Linked DNA regions of Gossypium hirsutum: region 2 is linked to region 1. The links are chromatin contacts, called in public Hi-C maps. All regions are on one chromosome and are shown on one strand. The core of a region is the stretch at or near the end of the contact, and the rest is flanking DNA. Distances in the headings are between cores, read along the strand shown. Region 1 holds the start of LOC107886377 (agamous-like MADS-box protein AGL9 homolog). Region 2 has its middle 90 kb from the start of LOC107887639.

Region 1 (6,600 bases), core at 1,774-4,273:
TATAAGATGATGGGATACCTTTCGTTGCAGATCAGTGAGCTGATCAAGCATGTATTGGGTCTACAACAGAAATAGTCAAATCAGATCCATAATTCAATTTTTCATTGATTAGTGAATGCAGTTTCTGTTATGAAATGAGCATTGAAAGTAGAGGAGAATGGAGTGAAAGTACCCGCGTTGATCTTATCAGCTTTAATGAAGAATCAAGCTGCCTCTCAAGTGACTCAAGCTCTTTGCTGCTCAAAGGCCCCAGATCTTCTCCAAGTAAATTCCTAACCAAATATATCAACAATATGTTTTCATCTTCAATCATGTATCATATATTTAATGATTACCAACAATTTGGGCCATTTCAAAGGTTGCTCACTCACCTTTGGGACCTTTGTAAGGCTTCATAACGTGCTTTAAGCTTCAGATATTCCTGCTGGCTGCTTAGCTCCTACAGACACATCATGAAATTTGCATTTATTCCCACAAAACTACACATTTGCAGCCAAGTTTAGCATTGATAGACAGGTTAATTACTATGTATTACTTCATTGTTTCAATCATCATCTAGCTGAAAAATGTAAGCCAAATGCATATAATGGCTAATCTTAAGAAACAAGCAACAAAAAACAAAACCAAGCCAAAACTCTAAGGTAAAATGTTGTATTAGGTAAGAAACCTTAGTAGGGAGATCAAGTAATATGCTTTATAAATATAAAGTAAGTAGAATTATGAGAAAGATGCAATGTTATGGATCTCTATGGGAGAGATGAGCTTTGTAGAGATATGAGGAATAGTTTGGTTACACACTGGATTAATGAGCTAACATGTATTCCATATAGGGAGCATAGAAACTCCAAAGAAGAAAAAACCAAGGCAGTGTTTTCAAATCTCAGTTGGCAGAGATGAGTAGCATATTACCAGAGCCTCCCTAGTTGAAACATTTGTCTCTGGTGCTCCATGGCTGCACTTCTGGTACCTCTCCAATGTTTTCATCATGCTATATATATATCAAGGTAAATGACTAAATGTTAGTTCAAGGATACAACACATTCATAAACACAATATTCGAATGGTTGAAATTGGAGCTGTATGTTGAAAAGATAAATCCAAAAACAATTATCAAAGTTCAATTAAAAAAGATGGGACAAAAAAAGTAATAGAAGTTCAAAAATCAGCCATTGAGGATCCATCATTTAACAACACACTGACAATAAAGATAAAAAGGATAATATTTTTAAAAAATAATAATAATAAAATGCTGTTAAAAAGAAAAATGCTCACTGTATCACAAAAGTTTTTATTTTTATTTTTTAAAATTTTAAGAGGAAGTAATTAAAATGAAAGCAATCTTTAATTAGTTTTTTTTCTTGGTACAATAAATTGGATGGTTTAATTATTCACCAAATGTTGGGAATCAGAACTTGTTCCTTATTATTTAATTAATGATCCAAGGTTTCCAAAACACCTTACTTAAACTAAGCTTTTAATTAAACTTACAAATCATCAAATTATACTTGTAATGACGATGAAAAAGAGATTAATTAACACAGGCAAACTGTGTATTAATTAATTAATAAACGTAGTACTACTAATCACATAATAATCAATACATTTGCGTTAATTAATATTCTAGACCAGTGGAATTAAGACAAGCAGCGCTCATGCAAGTAGATCAATTGAAAGAATTAAAAACATCAAATATTTCAGCCTTCTAAACGAAATTTAGATTTTAAAGCGAAGGAAAAGAAAGTTGAAAACCCTAACATGGGGGGCAGCAGCTTTGGGAGAATCAAAACCTTAGAAACTCAGAAGCATTGATGGAGATGTACCCTTTTAAGTGATCCATTGAAATAGATCGCAGACATGATAGAATCCATTGGAAAGAAGGAAGTTGGTTTGTAAGAAAGAAAAGACACATCTGAAAAAGTAGAAACGACAGGCTGAAATCTCTTGTTTGTCTTTACTGTTTTGATTTTGTTTTTGTAACATCTCAAACAGGTATCCTTGGGTTTTTTTTATCTGTTTTGTTTTAGAAAAATAAACCAGGTTGAAGTCTGCTTTTAGATATGGGATTAAGTTTGAAACTTTAAAATAAAACCCTAAGCTCAGATCGTGTAAATTTATGAGCTCATCGAAAGCTTTCTTTCTGTTCTTTTTTTTTCCTTTTATCTAAATAAGCTTTTGGTTGTTTATATGAGAAATTAATATACATGATCTATAATGATTTAAGAGGAAAAAAACAGGATCTAATCAAAGCTTGAACGAGAGAAATTAAAGAAAGAATAAAAGTATTCAAAGCTAATCTGCAAGAGATCTTTCAGCTTCTTATGTTAAACATGAAAGACGTTAGATCGGAGATTTTAAAAACAAACTTGTAGTTAATATATATATGTAAGGATGAAAGAGGGGAAAGGAAAGGGGTGATAAAACCAAAGAGATCAAAGAAGGAAGAGAAGAAATTAAAGTGGGAATATATATATATATACACAAGAGAGGGATGTTGTCTTTTGACGATTTAGAATTGCAGATCTAACATCAAGAAGAAGAGGAAAAACACACAGGCAAACGCCAAGACATTCACCAAAACGGTAAAACTCAAACATAGCTTTATATTATAAAATTTCACTCTTTTCTCAAAATTTTCTCCCATAACTTGAATACCCCAAAATCACACCCAAAACAGCAAAAAAACCCTCCTCTTTGAACCCCCAAAAGTCAGAAATCAAAGCAAGCAAAAAGAAAGAAGCGAGAGCTTGCGTTGTTTTACGAAAAAAAAAAACCCTGTTGGTTTTGGGGTTTTGAAAGAGGGTACCAAAAAAGAAAAAAGGTGAAATAGTTTTGGTGATACCTTGAACTACTGCAAAACTCGTACAGTTTTCCCCTATTGGAGAAGATGATGAGAGCAACCTCTGCATCACAAAGAACGGAAAGCTCATAGGCTTTCTTCAAAAGCCCATTCCTTCTCTTAGCAAAAGTTACTTGCCTGTTAATCTTGTTCTCAATTCTCTTCAACTCAACCCTACCTCTCCCCATTCTTTTTTTCCCCAATAAAAATATTATCTTTGCAATACCCCAAACACTCTCTCTTTAACACTTTTGTTCTTCTTCTTGCTTTTCTCTCTATTTATTCTGTCATGGATGATACGCTTTCGCTAACAACTTCATCCATCAAGTAATCAGAATTAACCCCCCCGCCCCCCCAACAAACAAAAAAAACTTAAACCTTTTGCTTTGTTTTACGCACTAAACAAAATGATAAGACAGCCTAAACAAAAAGGATTTTCCTTTAGGTATATTATATCTCCAAGGGACCTACTTTCTTTTGTACCTTTACTTAAGCTTCACCCATTGCCCGTTGGATCAACCCCATCCAACGGTGAGAAACAAGGAACAGCCAAAGACGAAGAAGCTGAGAAACCTTAACCAGTCAATGCAAAAGGATCACTGCCACACTGCTACGTGTCGAATGGAGAAGTACATAGACTTGTAATGATCCAACTGACCATTTTAGGGTTCGGGCAATCGTATGACCTAACCTTAAGAAGGTGAACCCTCCGCAATCTGTTCCCTTCTATTTACGTAATTACCCTTCTGCTTGGTCTTTTTAATTTTTAAGACAAATCCTTGTCTTGCAATCTTCTAACGTAATCCTAATATGGTTAACTTAATTAATTAATTAGCAGCATGTCGTGATGATGTCATGGATCATAGAACAATGTTTTTTCATAAGAATAAAGCCTTGATTTTTTACTATAATAAGTTTTATCTTGGTATTGTATACAAAGGAGTGTGCATGCTGAGATTACTGGAGTTGTGGAGTCAAATCCATAACTTTAATGATGATAACAAGAATTGCATGATTAGAGGCGAAGCAAATGTTACTGAGAGAGATAAGAAAAGCTGAAAAGAGCAAAATATATGTATCTATGTGTATATATATTTTTAATTAGTTCGAAGGTTGGAGAGTTTTGAAGGAATTAAAGGAGAAGCTTGCTAATTGTGGTTCTCACATTAATTTCTTAATTCCCCCCCTCCCTTTGTACATTTTGCAAGGAATTATTGAAACGATTGCATATGTTAGCTGCTGTATGTGATTATTTCATATAAATGACCCAAACCCTTATGATTTAGTTTCTTTTTAACTCATTTTGCATTAATTTAATGTAATTACGTCGAACATTATTTGGAATTTAGAAAAAGGATCAAATACGAAAAAAAATTAATTTTTAAATAGTTATTTCTTATACTTATATATGAATATACATTGAACACATGATAGCTAGTATGGTTTCATGATTTTATGCATCAATTTGCAATATTTTTCATACTTTCGTGCATCATTGCGTCCTATTATATGGTCCATGTTTTTGTTGGTGTTAAGTATGACTCTTATTTCAGTCAAATTTGAGAAATAATTTTCTAGTTAAACTCTGTTTATTTGTTTTAATCAAACACTAATTAGTTTAGATTATTTTATTATTATTTGGCCTATGAATTTAGCCTATAAATAGGCTCTTTTACAATTTTAGAAAATACACCCATTAGATATTAGAACTCATAACACATTTAGAGAATTTTGTATTTTTGTTTTGAGGGTTTTTTATTTTCGGGTTTTAGGGGTTTAATTTTTATCTCCATCTTTTGTACTATTTGTTTTGCCATTATAGTAAAATTATTTTTGACCGTGGTTTTTTATCCTCTTTGGAGGGGTTTTTTCACGTTAAATTTGTGTGTTCAATTTCTCAATTTATTCCGATATTTTTTTTCTTGTTGCTTAATAGGGTCGATCCTAACAAGTGGTATCAGAGCTAGTTCAATATTCATAGATCAGCCCATTTAGATATGGCAGCAATAAGGTTTGAAATTAAGAAGTATGATGATGAGACAAATTTCAATTTGTGGCAAGTTCAGATGATTGCAATTCTAGTTTAAACCGGCTTGAAAAAGGTTGTTACCGAGAAAAAGCCTGAGAATCTAAATTAAACAGAATGGGAAGAGCTTGATGAAAAGGCCTTGTTTGCAATCCAGTTATGCATCGTGAATATGGTATTGCAGGAGGTATTGATGGAGAAAACCTCATTTTCCTTGTGGAAAAGGTTAAAAACTCCTTATGCGACATCATTTGCCTTGTGGAAAAGGTTAAAAACTCTTTATGCGACTAAATTTCTGGCTAACCGTTTAGTGTTTAAAAAAAGTCTATTTACATTTCGCATGAACGAATGTGAGCTTCTTAGAGATCACATTAGTCAATCCATTACTCTTTTAAATTATTTAAAGAATGTTAAGGTTCATATTGACGATGAAGATCAGGCTATGCTATTATTGTGCTCTTTACCCTTTTCATATAAGTCTTTCAGGGAGACCCTGATTTATGGCAGAGTCAAACTCTCATTTGAAAATGTGAATGGTCATTTGTTGATTAAAGACAAACTCAACAATGAGTTTGGTTTGGATAGTAAGACAGATAAGCAAGTTTCCGTTTTGGTAGCATCAAAGAAATTACAGAAAAGGTGTCGCTATTGTAAAAAGTTAGGTCACGTCAAAGCAGATGGTTATAAACTGCGAAATAAAAGAGCTGCTGAGTGTAATGAGGAAGATGTAGCTGGTGTTAATTTGGCTGATAAAAGCGGTGATGATTTCTTGTTAGTGTCACCGAGCGATAACTCCAAGCTCACGTCTAAGTGGATCCTAAATTCGAGATGTTCTTTCCATATGTGTCCCAATAGAGAATAGTTCTCCACATACAGTTAAGTTGAATGTGGAGTTGTGAGCATGAGAAACGATTCATCTAGTAGGGCAATTAGTATTGGTACTGTTAAAATTAGGATACATGATGGGACGATTAGGACACTCTTAGATGTCAGGTATATACTTAATTTACGAAAGAATATCATCTCATTAAGTATTTTAGACTTGAAAGGATGCAGAATCAACATCGAGTGAAGCGATATTAAAGTATCTCGTGGAGCTCTCGTTTTGTTAAAAGGTAAAAGAACTAGCAGTCTTTGTATTCTAGAAGGTTCTACAGTGATCGGTGAAATCGGATATCCCTCGTCCATTATAGAGTCGAAGTCAACTCGTTTGGAGCAGAGGCAACTTGGTCATAGGAGGGAAAAAGGCATGACCATTTTGTTGAATATTGGCAATATCCCACATTAGGAAAAGATAGAAAGGGAGGGGGTTTGGTTTGTTATATATAGAACCCCTCCCCCTTTGGTTGTATCATCCCAAAATCTTCTCCTTTGTAATATTTCTAGAAGAAATATTGATTTGGTAGTGTCCGAGGACGTAAGCTAAATTGGCCGAACCTCGTTAAATCTCTGGTATTTTATTTCTTATTTGTTTGCTTATATTTAATAGCTTTATGTTGGTTATATTTATTTAGTTATTATTGCTATAAATATCTAAGTGAGTTCTGTCTAGTTGTTGGGTTTTAAGCGGGACCATTTGTGACCCCTCCAATTTAACTGGGAATTTTCTTAGTATAATTGTTGGCATAATAATTATCTAAATATTTCTGATAATATTGTTATTAATATTATCGTCGCTTCCGCAACAATTGGTATCCGAGCCAAGGTTTTGTAGTATGCTCTGTGTTTGCAGCTTAGT
Region 2 (6,600 bases), core at 2,722-5,221, 500 kb after region 1:
GACGTCGTTCTGTTTAATCTTTTAGCGGTGTTTTTAAAAAAGCGCCGCTATAGATCGATCTATAGCGGTGCTTTGTTAAAAATGCCGCTAATGTTGGATCTATTGCGGCGTTTTTCGGGAAGCGCCTCTAATGCCACTAAAGCTCAGAAAAACGATGTCATTCTCTTTAATCTTTTAGCGGCATTTTTGAAAAAGCGCCGCTATAGGTCAATCTTTAGCGGCTCTTCCTTAAAAACGCCGCTAATGCTTGATCTTAGCGGCGCTTTCATAAAAACGCCGCCAATACTCGATCTATTCGATTTTTAATGGCGTTTTCTATTCAAACGCCGCTAAAACCCTATTTTGGTGTAGTGTGTTTTCTTTTAAAATTTCATTTATTATCTATTTTATTTTTGTAATGACCATCTTAAACTCTTTTTATACATCATTTACTTTAAAATTTTATGTATTATTCATTTTAATTTATTTTTAGATATCATTTATTTTAAATTTTTTTCATATGTGATTTATTTTAAATCTTTGTGTATATTATATATTTTAAAGTTTTATATGTATTACTTGGTTTAAATTATTTTATATGTCATTTACTTTAAATTTCTTCACATTGTTATTTTTAAAACTGTTTTATATTTTTTATATATTATGTATTTTAAAATTTTTTACATATTATTTAGTTTAAACTTTTATACGCCATTTTAAATTGTTTTATAAATTAGTCATTTTAGATTGTTTTATATATTATTTTATTTTAAATTGTTTTGTATATTAAATTTTTTTAAAGTTATTATTTACTTAAAATTGCTTTTGTAATATCTATTTTAAATTTGTTTTTTATGTATTATTTGTTTAGAATTATCTATTTTAAATTGTTTTATATTATTTATTTCATTTAATTATTGTTAATGTTAATACTTAAATAATGTATGTGGTGTGATTATTGTCATTGTGTATCATATTTCGGTTATTTGTATTTTCACGTCATTGTCATTCACTTTTATAATGTTGTATTCATATACTTTTGCTCCATGCTCATTATTATACTTTTATTTCATGTCATTGCATCGTGAATTAAACTCCAACGTTTTTATTCAATATAGATCGCTTCGTTTTACTCCAAACAAAATAATGCACATCGTTAAATGTCACGCTCGTTATTACTTAAAAGGAAAATTTCTAAAATAAGGCAATATTTCGCGTTTCAGGAATTCGAGAAATTGTACCCTAACTTACGGGGTTTCGTCTTTCTCATTAAACCTAAATAGCTAAATATCCTTTTAGATTTCAAAACACAAAGTTTCAATAAAAAATAAAGGCAGATTTGTTCCCAAAGATTTAAACGTCGCATCCTAACTTACGGGATGTGACACCTTATTATCGCGGGACGAGTATGCCTTTGATGCTCGTTTCAACGTAATTCAAGCGTTTTAAAATTAACATTCATAAAAAGGACCGTATTTTAAATTCGTTCTCGATTTTCAACTTTCGACATTAAGACACTAATTAATCAATTTGGTACCAATTTTGGGCGTGACGAGGGTGCTAATCCTTCCTCACACGTAACCGACTCCCGAACCCGTTCTGTCGAGTTTCGTAGACCAAAAATACCGTTTTAGTAAACTAAAATGTTTTGTTAAAACAAAGGTGATCCGATCACACCTAATAAAGATCAGTGGCGACTCCTGTTTTAATCTTCGCTTTCAAACAAAGTCGATGCTCGTTTTTTCAAAAAAATGGTTTCGACACACTGAAACTCACGTCCTCTTAATTATTGCATAGCAATAGTGCCAATTGAACTAAAACTCAATTGACATTTGAGATTTTTTTAGTCTCCGACATTGTTAAGAAATATATTATGAGGACATAAAATGTCTAAAATTGACGTCATGTTAAAAATGATATTATCACATTATTTTTAATGATAATTGAATAAATTAATAGTATTAAAAATATATAATATATTACAAAAATAGAATTATTTTATTATATTGACTAAATTTTTATTTTAATAATTTTGAAACTGGTAAATATATCACGAGTGAATAAAGTCTTATATTTAAAATAAAATACAATATGTAAATATTTGATTATTTAATGAGTGTGAAAAGAGTTATACACTCAAAACAACTTTCGTTGTTGCTTTAACTTTTGTTGCTAAACAACAATTTACCGGTTATCAAGCTTTTTAATATTTTGGATAAGTAGTAAAATATCTATTTAACCAAAAATTAAATAAACTGCTACAATGTTACAAAGACAAACTACCAAGCAAAAATAGTAGTGTTCAAACCCCATGCAGTATGAAGTGCAAAGTGTACATGGCCAGCCTTAACTCCACAAATTTTACACTCAAATAGTTGAAAATGTTAAAATTGATTCAAAACGTTTTTGTCTTATTTTGACTATCATGATGATCAAGAGAAAGGATTGTATGAAACAGTGACGACACGTCATCTGTATCTTCCAATAGTTTTATGCCACATCAGTATTCTTATCTTGAATTTCAGTATTTTAATTTGGATTTGATTTTTTTCAGGATAAAATCTTAAAATTCAGGCTAAAAGTACTGATGTAGCATAAAATTATTGGAAAGGGATACAGATGACGTGGTATCACTGTTTCATACAATTCTCTCCCGATGATCAATTATAAAGTAAAATCTGTTTTTTAAATGTTTGAAATCTATAAGCTAAGCTATGATTACCCCCATTTCCTTAATATGCATATAATATGATTGCATATATTTAGAAATTGCATATAGGTTGAGCATTAGACTTGGATTAGGATATAAGCTTACTTTTTTTAGTATCTTACGTTTTTTAAATGATAATCTTTTAAGATTTTTACCATGACATGTATTGGAAGCTATTTGAGTTTCCACATGATATTTGACTTGGACAAATATATCATGTTATAACATAATTTCCACACATCATACTCATATTGATATCTAGTATTCCTTCATATATTGTAATATTGTTCTCCGTTGCTATTACCATGGTTCGTAATTCATAAAAATTTGGTAACAAACATGGTGATAATATATGATGTTAAGCATGTTTACTGAATGAGTACACTTTGATTGTCTATATATATGTTGTTGATTCAATGATGTATGCTTTATGATCTTTTCTTCTTGATTATTCTTCAAATTTGTATTTTTTTGTGTTTACATTTTGTATATGTTTGCTTTTAATATCACTAAGCTACTTTTTGTATAGATTTTCATATTTAGGTAGCTTTGATTTTTTTTATATTTAATTTTTAGTATCATTATGCTTATTTTATACTTTTTGATATATCAAAACGGGGAGAAAGATATAAGAAACTTAAGATGCATATATCTAGTAGAGAGGTATATATGCATGTAGTAAGGGGACAATTACTAAAATTGCATATGCTCGTATTTCTCGTATTATTCTAATGCTAAGTATGCAATTGTTGATTTTTGAACTCTTTCTTCTATATTAACTGGTATCATTGAGCTTATTAACATCATGCTTGGATTAGTATCCTTGTGCATGTTTATCAAATGATATTATGTTGAAGTTCATATGTGCATATATGACAAACGTTATGAAATTCATTCATGCTTCTTGCATTGTTAAGCAAGATTAATTTAGTCTTCAAATTTGTTTAGGGATTGTCCGAGCTTGGTGACTTGAATATGTGTAAATGATTTAGGAGTAGTTTTTCAAAGCAACTCTTTCTTAAATTTTTGTTGTATAAAAAAAAGGAAGGCCATTAGTTTTGATTTATAAAGCTTATGATATAACAACATTTAAGAACAATTTTCTATTTCATCTAATGCGTCGAGGGTCTCAGTTTCTTATTAAGTCAGGTGGAGGCTAAGGGTGCTTTGCATGGCATATCTATTTGTTGAGGTAGCCACTCGGTTTATCACCTCTTCTTTGTGGATAATAGTTTTATCTTCTTCTGTGCGACGGCTTCAAAGTGCCAAACTGTAAAAGATATCTTACTGGCTTATGAGTTTGCCTCGGGTCAAGCTGTTAATTATCAGAAGTCGGGGGTTATGTACAGATTTAACACAAAACTTTCGGATAAGCAAGCAGCTTGGTTGATTCTTGGGGTAACGGCTCCCGTGTATCATGGTAGGTATCTGGGGCTGCCGTGTTTAGTAGGGTGAAATAAGAAGGTTGTGCTCTCTTTTATCCTTGAGCGTCTTAGTAAAAGACTTTACAGCTGAAAGAATAAATTATTGTCTCGACCGGGCAAGGATGTGGTTTTTAAAACAGTAGCTCAAGCACTGTTGGTGTACTGTATGAGTGTCTTTTTACTGTCATTGGGGGCTTGTGAGGAGTTGCAGCGCATGATGAATTCGTTTTGGTGGGGATTCAGCGGTGCTAATAATAAAGGTATTAGGTGGGTCTGTTGGGACCGACTTTGTGACCCAAAGAAACTTGGGGGGGGGGGGGGAGGGGGGGCGGTTGGCTCGATTTTCGACATCACTGTTTCAACCTGATAACGCTTTGCCAGCAGGGATGGAGGTTTCTCTCTAACCACGATTCTCTTCCTAGTAGAGTTTTCAAAGCTAGATATTTCCCTTAGTGTGGCTTTCTTCAGTCCAATGAAGGTGCTAATCCCTCATTAATTTGGAGGAGTATTTTCTCTACTAAGGCATTGCTTAAAAAGGGTGCTTGGTGGCGTTTTGGCAATGGTACTGACATTTGTGTTTTTGCTAATCCTTATCGGACCCTCTTGATGGCTTAGAGGATATGCGTGTTAACGAGTTACTTACTGGTGATGGCTTGGCATGGGATAAAGGTTTTATTGATGGCATTCTAGCGCCAAGCGATGTGTCCCAAATTCCCAAGATCCCATTAACCTGGCAAAAGCCGATTGATTGTCTACTCCAGTTACTGGCGAGCAGTATAACCCTTTACACCTATTCTCACTCATGCGGTTGATGGCTCTTGGGATCGGCCATGGAAGCTGTCTTTGCCTCCAAATGTTACGCTGTTTATTTGGAAATGCTTGAAGGGTTTCGTCCTGTGTAAAAGCCGACCACTTGAGAGAGGGTGTAATATGGATCTGGGGTATGTTCGGTGTGGTGCGCTTGAGAGCCTTAATCATGTGCATATGTGGTGCCCAAAGGCTGTTGAGGTATGAAAGTTAGTTGGTTTCGGTATGTCTTTCAGTACTGTTCAGGACTTTATTGATAACCTGTTGGAATTGTTGGACACTGATCGTAGGGATCATGGTCTGCTAGTTACATGGTCCTTATGGTTCCACAGGAATATACGTTGCTGGATGGCGATTGATGTGGGGGCTACTGCGATTGTGGCGTTTGTTGTGCAATTCCTGCAGGACAGGAAGGACGCCGAAGCCACCTGTATGCAAGTTCAGCAGCCTCCTGCCGTTAACTGTTTGCGACAGTCTGCTTGAGTGAAGCCGACTCAGCCATGGGTCAAATGTAACGTCGATGGCTCGTTATTTCCGGGTACGGAATTTTTTTGGCTTTGGGATAATTTTGCGTGATCATAATAGGATGTGTCTGAAGGGCATCTCTAGTTTTTTTACTACTACATAGGAACCACATTTGGATGAAGTCGTTGCCATACGGGAAGCGCTTTCCTGGCTTCGTTCTATGGGCATTGATCACGAGCGACTTTATTTTCTGCATCTATTGCTTTTTGGGATAGTCATCCTTCAACTATTTGTTTCGTGATAGATCTGGATATCTCTAATGAGGGTGTTTAGGTTCACGTGTATTGGAGAAGTCTATTGGCTTGGTTTAGTTGCCTCGGATTTCTTTTGAGTTTTCTATTTCCCTCATTTTATTTTATTAATGAAGGCTTAAATTTTTTTCTTAAAAACTAATTTTCTATTTTATTCCTGAAATAATTTATGTTAGAAAATAAATCAAATATTTTAGAAAATGTTTTCAAGCAAGGACATTGATTTCAATAATATCTTATGTCCTTCAACTACTCAAATTCCTTTGAAGTGTTTTGGAGTCTTTTAGTATAATAAATATTGATACCCCACCGTTAGTATCTATACAGTGGGTAGTCAAATACCTATCCTTGAAGTATCAATATATCAATATTTGACCCAAAAGTATCAATATTTGGCTTCATTATATTAATACCCTCTTTATATGTATTGGTACAATAGGTTACAAGGTAACTTTAATGCTCAAATTAATTACTCTAAATGGCTAATTTTATCCTACAATTGCCCTTAAAAGTATAGGAATATAAAAGATGTCATAGAGTAAGTGGGGGAGCTGAGATATTAATCTTGTGGGGCCAAGTTAAAATTAAAAGTGCTATATAACAGTCGATTTAAGCATATAAACAATTTATTCAAAAGAAGCAATATTCCAACATGACAATCGATTTAAACATATAAAAAAATATATTCAAAAGAAGCAATATTGCAAAAATTAAAACGAAATAACTATCATTTGACTCGATTAACCATTTTTTATTCCGTTTTTATAGGAATGCTTATTGTTTCACAAGCTATCATTTGACATAATTTTAAACAAAGTGACCAAGGTTTTCTTCCTCCCCTTCACTTTGGCCGAAACTTACTATAACATCATCTAACTATTTTTGTTTCATTTTTACACTTCTA

Evidence for each region. A called contact is a pair of places that touch in the nucleus more often than the background predicts.
Region 2: a Hi-C map of leaf shows a contact between it and region 1, with 2.8 times the contacts expected there. The contact joins the enhancer-like site here to the promoter of LOC107886377 in region 1. A contact is called at or near these places in 5 of 34 Hi-C or Micro-C datasets (anther, leaf and petal).

The regions. Positions count from the first base shown.
Region 1 is chrA03:77,122,021-77,128,620 of Gossypium_hirsutum_v2.1, forward strand. It overlaps LOC107886377 (agamous-like MADS-box protein AGL9 homolog), which reads right to left and starts at 3,024. Exons shown (of 8, transcript NM_001326726.1): 1 at 2,840-3,024; 2 at 910-988; 3 at 372-439; 4 at 173-272; 5 at 19-60. The coding sequence starts at 3,024.
Region 2 is chrA03:77,621,535-77,628,134 of Gossypium_hirsutum_v2.1, forward strand. No RefSeq gene overlaps it. Among protein-coding and RNA genes, the nearest start is that of LOC107887639, 90 kb to the right of the region's middle. Within about 2 kb of position 3,972, at least 4 of the 9 cell types and tissues checked have an H3K27ac peak or open chromatin away from gene starts, as enhancers often do.